Regions from separate parts of the Pan troglodytes genome. Here region 2 is linked to region 1. The links are chromatin contacts, called in public HiChIP or PLAC-seq maps. All regions are on one chromosome and are shown on one strand. The core of a region is the stretch at or near the end of the contact, and the rest is flanking DNA. Distances in the headings are between cores, read along the strand shown. Region 1 holds the start of EOMES (eomesodermin). Region 2 holds the start of CMC1 (C-X9-C motif containing 1).

What was found. HiChIP or PLAC-seq counts read pairs in DNA pulled down with a chosen protein or histone mark.
Region 2: a contact with region 1 is called in an H3K4me3 HiChIP or PLAC-seq map of stem cell-derived excitatory neurons, with 8 times the contacts expected there. The contact joins the promoter of CMC1 here to the promoter of EOMES in region 1. A contact is called at or near these places in 1 of 7 Hi-C or Micro-C datasets (stem cell-derived neural progenitor cells) and 1 of 1 datasets of contacts at active chromatin or transcription factors (stem cell-derived excitatory neurons).

Annotation. Positions count from the first base shown.
Region 1 is chr2:31,694,756-31,698,944 of NHGRI_mPanTro3-v2.0_pri, forward strand. EOMES (eomesodermin) reads right to left here and starts at 1,819. Exons shown (of 6, transcript XM_009445060.5): 1 at 793-1,819. The coding sequence starts at 1,670.
Region 2 is chr2:32,221,503-32,225,691 of NHGRI_mPanTro3-v2.0_pri, forward strand. CMC1 (C-X9-C motif containing 1) reads left to right here and starts at 2,383. Exons shown (of 4, transcript XM_063805534.1): 1 at 2,383-2,401.

The DNA of each region.
Region 1 (4,189 bases), core at 569-3,068:
CATATTCTCGGCCCTTTCAGACGCTCTTAAAATTTTTCTCCTAGAATGTTAAAAACTACTAATTTTTAAATGCACCATTTTGAAAAGTACCAGAGAACAATATTAGGTTATTCTTGTTAAAAATATATATTAAAACTTTAGGCTAAAAGTCCCCTTTGAGTGCCCCTCTCTCAGCACCCACCCCTCCCTTTCCCCAGAAGTAGCCAGTGTTAGCAGTTGGATGTATATCAGAACTTTCTCGCGCACCGAACCCGAGCCAGGTCTGGCTCCAGGGCAGATCTAACCACCTACTCGGACCGAGCTTCCGAGGCCGGCGCTCTAGCCTTCACGCCCACCTCCCGGAGACGCCCCGTGGAGACCCTGGCGCCTAAAACTGCGGGAGCCCATCTACTGCGCTCAGGTGGCCAGCTCTTGAGCCTTCCCTATCCGTGGCTCCTTGCCGGCATGCAGGCATGCACCAGCATACCGCCGAGCAGGAGGATCTAACGAATCCAGCTTGTGGACGTGCCCTAATTTCCATTTCCGCCTCCTCCAGGTCTGTTCAGGTGAGGATGATGGGAGGGAAAAGCGGTGTACAGCCGTAACATTGGCACCCTGCAAGAGCCGCCGGGGCACTGACACAGAGGGACACCGCATTGGAGATGCGGTGTCTACGGAGATTTATTGCGCGCGGTGAAACACTCTAAGCACCGCGCGGAACAACTGGGTTCAGCTCCCTCATCCCGGACCTTCCCCAGGACCACACGTCACCCTTTATCCCCGAACCCAGGGGCCCCTCCACGCTGCGCTCACCTGCCCTGTTTCGTAATGATCATCTCAGTTTGGTGGCGGTGGAATTTGAGCCACAGAGGCCGGTTGCACAGGTAGACGTGGGCACGGAAGCCAGAACCTGGAACCCCCAGGCCCCCCAGTCCTCCGCAAGATCCCGCCGCTGCGGCTCCAGGGTACGGCCCGTAGAGCGGAGCCCCCTGGCTGTACTGATAGGTGCCCGGGCCGCCGCCCCCGCCGCTGCTACCGCCCGCGCCACTGCCCGCACCGGCTCCTGGGACGAACTGCGCCCTCCCGGGTGGGCACACAGCCGCGGGGAAGCCGCCGGGGGGCAGCATGGAGCCGTAGGGGTAGCGCGCCCCGTTAGGAGCCGGGTACACAGGTCCGTGGGGCGCCCCAGCCGCCGCCTGGTACGGGAAGAGTGAGCAGGGCGCAGCCAGCTCCGACCCCTGAGGACCGGGGGACTGGAGGTAGTACCGCTCGGAGCTCAGGCTGTCCATGGAGTAGCGCGCAGTGGCCGCAGCCGCGGCGGCGGCGGCGGCGGCTGCAGCGGCGGAGGGCAGCTCCTCCTCCCCGCAGGGGGAGCCCTTGCGGCCGTCCGGGGGCCCCGGCTTGGCCACTGCCGCAGCGCTGGCAAATGCGTCCCCGGCGTCGGTGTCACTAAGCATGGCCGCGGGGGCCCCTGCGCTGGCGGCTGCGGGCTCCCCGCTCACCGCCTCGCAGGAGAGACTGCCGGAAAACTTCTTGGACGCTTTGTCTAAGTCCAACTTCTGAGGAGAGGGGGCCGCGCTGGGGAGGTGGCCAGCGCTCCCGCCGCTGCCGCCTCGCGCACTCTCCAGCGGGTAGAAGTGCGCGCCAGGCAGGTTCACTGAGCTCACCAAGAGCTGCTCCCCTAACTGCATGCTTTGCAAAGCGCAGACGGCAGCTGGCTGCTTCCTCTCCTCCCGTGGCCTTATTATAAAGGCAGGATGGGGGAGCCAGCGCCCTCTTCCGAGGGGAAGGTAACTTCCCCTTCCTCCTGCGCCGGGGCTACCCACCTGCCGACTCGCCGGCCGCTACTGCGCGTACTGGCGCGCCCTGAATCCAGCGTCCTTTCCGGAAGGAAAGCGCCGTGAGTTGGAAAGCAGGAGGTGGAAACTAACCCAGAAGCCCTCTCCTTTTCCTTCCTCGTACCTCTTGCTCCTCAGGACCCCCACCCTCCTCCCAGGCTCACACGCTGGAAGAAGGTGACTTAGATCTTTGTCCCCATCCACCCACTAGCCCGCGCCTTTCTGCCCTTTTTCAATTGCCAAAGCATCGGTCAAGTTGACCACTTGGAAACTAATGGGCTGTCACTAGCTGCTTTATATATTTGCGGCCAGGGAGGGGCTTCCCGGCCTCACAGCCCGGAGACCCTCCTATTGGCTGATGGAGGTGACACTAATTCAATTAGGCATTTACTAATTGGATCAAGTCGCCTGTGACTTTCTTTTCCTTTAGCCTGATTTTTTTTTGAGACTGCGTCCCGCTGTGATAATCAATCCTGGTGTCTGTAATTTCGCCGGAATTTAGGGGGACAAAGTTTGGGGTCTCCGTAGCCGTGTCCACCCTTGGCGCATTAGTCATCTCAGCCCTCCGCTGGAGGAATGAGATGGCTGGAGCAGATTTTAGAGGCCAGAGAGAGAAAGACTCTTCAAGCTGATAGCTTGCAGGGAAGCGCCCGTCCCGGAGGCTGGGGAAACTGGGGCGAGTTGGAGACAGGCCCAAGGAAGTCTCTTTCCTCGTCGGAAGCTGTAACTTCAAAGCACACCTTCCTCTTGTCGAAGGCAAACTCCCTGGCCTTCAACGCACAGGAACCACTTTTTGTTTGTTCCCATCCTTTTACCCAGTGGGAAAGGTTTGTAGAGAGGAAACTCGCGCTAAGCTTTTGGGATTCCGGGGACGGCCAGAGCACATTGCCATCCTGGAGGACCTAAGCTCTCAGCTTCTAAATCAGAAGCTTGGACAGGGTACTGGGGACAGGACAAGAGTGAAACTAAGCGAGCTAACACCAACTTCATACTCACGCCAACACAACTGCTTTCGGGGAGACAGTCACTTTTATTCCCCACAATTTAAAATCCTTTCTGCTCAGTTTTCCTGATCCCGGATTCCGTCCCTTCACCACCATCTTCAGTTAGGCCTGACACCAAGAAACAAAGCTTCCCTAACAGCCCCACAGTTAGGATTCCCTGCGCCTCTGCTCTGCGGCAAATACAGAAGGTAGAATAATTAGTGAAATAATCAGTTTGATATTGAATTAAACTCCAGCTGCTTGTTTCTTCGCTGCGTTTCCTCAGATAGATTCAAGAGCGGGGCCGTCATATTTTATCGTTTCATTATTACAGAAGCGGGGGGCACGTTTCGTTGCGGATAAGGAGAAGCCTGAATATTCGCTGTTAATAAGCAATTACAGACGCCGCCAGTAATCGCTCCGGGAGCGCATTTTCCGGCTGAGATGTCGGGACTCTGCTTCCCCAACCGAACGCGATCACACGGGAAACTCTTCGCCCACAACAGATGAGGTGGCCAAAGGATTGCTGAGCGCGCACACGCAAGTGTAGAACAGTGCGAAGCTTTCCAACCCAGTTTTCCAACCACAGCAGCACCAACATCGGCATGTCTGGGGTCTCCGAGAACGAGGTCCTTAATGCACTTAGACTCTCCAGGGCATTTATCACGGTTTTTTTTTTTTCTTTTTTGATGTGTGTGCTCGCGCGCTCGCGTGTGTGTGGTGGTGAAACCCAGGAGTGCGCGAAGATTTTCAGGGTCAAGGCACAGCCACAGGGGAGGGGGCAAGTTGAGACTAGTGGGCTGGGGCGGTGGCCTTGTAGGTCCTGGGACAGAGTGGCCAGGAGCAGATCGCCAGAAAGCTGGTACTGAGCGCGTTCTGCCCTGCGCTTCCTGCGTTTTGTGTCATCAGTATAGTTAGTGTTTGGCACGGCTGTTTCGATCACTACACTGTCCATGCCTTCCTCCCCTGCTTTAGTGTTATTTTGACCCAAGGAAGTCTCGAACATTGATTGTTCAAGTAGTATAGCTCTGTGAATACCTCATGACTGTCAACGTGAAGATCCCGTGAGGGGTACGCGAGCTCAAGGAAAGAAAGGGGCCGTGCAGCTTGGGCGGCTTGGACGACGTATCTATCCCTGGGCTAGCGGGTCCTGATTACTATTCGTGGGATCCTCCACATTATCCTTGACCTGAGTTGCAAGATATCTAAGGCAAAAGTAGGGATGAGAAATCTCCCTAATGTGAGACCTAATCTCACGTTATTTGGAGCTAGGGTGGCCAAAGGTACATGACAGTTTTGCGCTTTAACAAAGCAAGAAGCGGGCCTCGGCGTCCCTTCAAAATGCTTTTGACGCAGCCAGGGAAGCGCTTCGCGTGGCAAAGTGCCATC
Region 2 (4,189 bases), core at 1,133-3,632, 530 kb after region 1:
TGTTAGATCCAGTTCAGAATTGACTCAAAAATAATCAAGATATTTGTTTCTACTTGCACATTCCTTTGCCTTCACATACAAAGAGAAATTCACTGTGGTTCAACTACTGTTATTACCCTGCATTACTGCAAATTTCTCTGAACTGATCTTTCTGTTTCATTATCGCCACTGTTAGCCCCCAATAATGAGGATCAAGGCAGATCATTTTAGGCATGAATAGGCACATTGCCATGATTTTCTCATTTGTCTGTATACATTTGCCAAAAAAAGGAATTATCCAGAAATCTTGACTCTTTGTCTTAGTCTCCTAAATCCAATTTCAAAGGATAGATTCTTCCTTTGCAATTACTCTCACATCCATCCTTTTATATATTTTATATATAAAAATATAATAAAATATAATATAACATTTTATTATATTTTATATATTTTATATATAAAATATAATAAAATATTATATTATATTTTATTATATTTTTATATATCCCAGTTGAGGCTCTTTTCATATCTTGCCCAAACCAGTACAATAGCCTCCTTACTTTTCTGCTTGCCTTTTAGCTCTTTCCTCGCTGCCTAAATTCATCCTGCACAAAACTTTTATAAAACACCTTTAGAAAATTTTGACCACAATGCTCTTTTCCTATATATTAACCTTCAACAGATTCTGGTTGCTTATAGTAACACATTCAAACACACCTCTGTCTAGTGTTTAAGGCTGTGGGAATCTGGACTTTTCTAGCCAATGCATAACTGCCCTAGCTTCCCAAATCCTCAAATGCATTGAAGTAGTTTCAAGCATTGCCCACCACATGCCTGCCACACAGCCCCGTGCTTCCTGCCACACAGCCGGGTGCTTGCCACCCCTGTGCTTTTGTTCATATGATTCCATTCCTTAGCCTGCACTCTGCCATGCTCCACCATGCTCCTTCAAGAACAGTTCAAATCCCAGATGCTTTTGCTCTCATTTTTCTCCCAGCATGAGATGCCCTTTTTTCTGTCTACTCATTCTACCCATCTTTCAAGGCCGAGCATAACTTCTAACTTATCTCTGAAGTCTTTCCTAACCATTGCGGCATTCAATCCTTTGAGAAAGGCTTTTGTGGGGTCACCGGTTACCAGACGTTGCCTGAGCTCTAGGGATCACAGCTGGGTAAGACACTGTTCCTAATTTCCAGGATGATGTCCTCTCCTCTTTCCTTGAGCTCCTTTTGCAGTTACTACCCAAAGAATTGCCTATTAATAATGCGATGCCTCAGGAAATTTCTTCTGTTTTTAATTGCCAATTACATTCGCTTAACTTAAAAAATGACTTACCTTCCCTAGGTATAGATTGTAAAGACTCAGTTTCCCCCCAAAGTATCTGGTTTAACATGGGAGTAGAGAGAGATATACTATTATGTATCAGGTATTGGGCTACTGTTTTTGCTAGTGCTTCCCCTGGTGTGATACGTCTAGCAGTTCATTCTATGGGGCACACAAAACCCATGATATTACAGATACTGTTGCTTAGGATAAGGCTAAAGTAAATAGTGCCTATTTAAGTGTTTTTAAAAAGTGTGTTGATTTAAAAACAAATGTTAAATAGTAATGTTTCAAGTAATAGCTATGGCAGAAATGGTAGAAGTGGTCCTTTAAAGTCTTTCAAATGCATTATATGATATCACATTTATTCCTCAGAACAACCTTGTAAATTGGAAACCAAAGTCCAGAAAAATGATAGAACTTACTCAACTCACTAAGATAACAGATCAAACTTTCCTCCGTTACCATAATACCCTTTTGCATATAGAAAGATTTAGTTTAATACTTGAATATGGGTGTCTGACCTGTGTTTTCATACTCCATCTCCTCAAAAAGATTGCTTTAGCTTTCTAAATCAAATCCTTCACCTTCAGAACAATAAAAGAGGCATACCAGAGTCATTTTGGTGTATTTCTCAGCATATTTACAAAATATACAAGGAAAAGGACCTGATTCCCTGGCTGGGTGAGTGAAACGTTAATTCTTCACCTTGGCACCTCAACCTACAGCTGTAATAAGGGCCGTTATGCCCAAATAGGCCCTTAAACGGGAGACCTGCTGAGCAGAGACCCACTTTCCCAGCCCTGCTCAACTGCCTCAGCTTTTCTGCCAACTGACCAGGCGGAAGCAGCAGCAGGGGAGGAGGGACTGCAGGTAGGTGGGGAGGGGATCATTTTGAAAGCCCTGAATCCCTTGCAGGGAAGAAGCAGCTGCTCCTTGTTTTTCTAAACATCTGTCCCATCTGTCCCAGGCCGCACCTCACCCTTTGGTGGCTCGAGCCAGTTAAACGTGAATTTGACAAGGAAGCACTTCTGAAGGCTGGTTTGTGAGTGGAAATGAACCTAAGTGCCACCTAGAAAGTTTCTTCTATTGAGAAGAGGTGAGTAGTGGGTCTTCAGCGGGACGGCTATTACCTTCCTTCATTTTACTCTCACAAAACATACAGCTTTTACTGATAGAGGCAGGATTTGTAACATCACCCAAATCATACTGTACGTCCTGAGGATATTATTTCACAACATAGAGGTACTTCTAGAGCCCACATTTTAACGTCTAGGAGAGCCACAGTTTTTGATTTGAAGGAGAAATAACGATATTGCACGCACCATATCACCTTTATGGTAGAACAAGCTGTGAACAACTAGTGCGTGTGGCGTTTATCACATTTAACAGCGTGTTGCTTTTATTTGTCTCCTCTGCCACACTGCTCCTTGAGAACAGGGACGTTATTTTTATTGTTATTTTCCCCTCGTATTCAGAACCGTGGCTGGAACTTGGCAGGCATGAAATAGACATTTATGAATGAATGAACGTTAACGAAGAAAAGAAAAGGAACTGGATGATTCATTTGGTTCTCCGAAGGCGGGTATGGGGGACGGGGCTCGGACTCTGACCCAGTCACCGAGTGAGGCACAGTCCCAAAGTCCTGCAGGTCCGCCTCCAGTCACGGCCGACCCGGGTCTGCAACTGGTGCACAAGCCTCCTGAAGCGAGGCTGCGCGCGTCCTGCACGGTCCCGCCCCAAAGGCACGCAGACACGCCCCCTTTCCTGTTCATTCCCCCTGCGAAGTCAGTTCCACTCTAGTTACAGGATTGGGGCGGGGCCAGAAGGGCGCAGGCGCAACGGGCGGCGGAAGTAGGAGCCTGGGAAGGAAGAGGGAACGGGTCCTGGCGGTGCTTTGCAAAGGGCCCGCGTTTCTGTTGCGGGAAGCTCCCGGAGGTCGCACGTGCGTCCGAGCCCAAGCCCCTCCCCTCCACTCCCCTTCCTGCGTGCCCCGGAGCCGCCAAGCGGCTACGTTCTTCTCGGCCCGCCGAGATGGCGCTCGACCCCGCAGGTACCGGGGCGGGAAGCGGGGTTTGCCGAGGGGCCTCGCCCCGGGTCTCACGCCGCGGGCCGTGCGGGCTGGAGGCCGACCTGGGAAAGGTGCAGAGCTCTGGGTAGCATTGCTTCCACCAGCGTCTCCTCATACCCGGCGGCGGCTTCGCCCGGTCTTAGGTCATCTTCTCACTTGTTGGGGATTATGGTTATCTGAGGTTGCGTTTGTTGTCTAAAGTATCATCCATTGTGGTTTCCAACTTAACGCGACTAGTCTCTTCATTGTCACCCTCTTTTCGCCCCTTAAGGTCACAGATGCATTTAATGTATGCTGCAGACACTCTGGCCCCAGAAAAATTTGTATATTTGTTCTGGCGCACAGTTTTACATTTCTGTTTGGGAGTTCATGGACCCCGAGTTCATCCTTGTAACCCAACTTAAAAACATATTTCAAAGGATCCATCACTATGGCAGGAGTCAGTTTCTTTGGAAAGGATCTTCAAAATCTTGAATGTTGTTTTAATCTCTTTGCTTCCAGCCACTTCCGTTTGCAGCAATAGTTAACTTCCCCTCGAATTCCCGTCCTTGTGGAAGGTCACCTGCAGTATCTTTGCGTTAGGCTATTTTTGCAAGGGAATAGGTAACATTTTTGGAGGGAATGGTAGTTGGTCTAGTCCATTTCTTTCATTTTATGGATACAAAAAGTCAAAACATTGAGAGGTAAATGGCGTCAAACTTGGGAGATTCAGAAATGGAAAATGCTCTTTCGGAGCCTTCAAGGAGCATGAAAAATATATGTAGCACAGAAATAATGTTTTAATTGAACATGTTATTACCATGCTAAGTGTTCTCT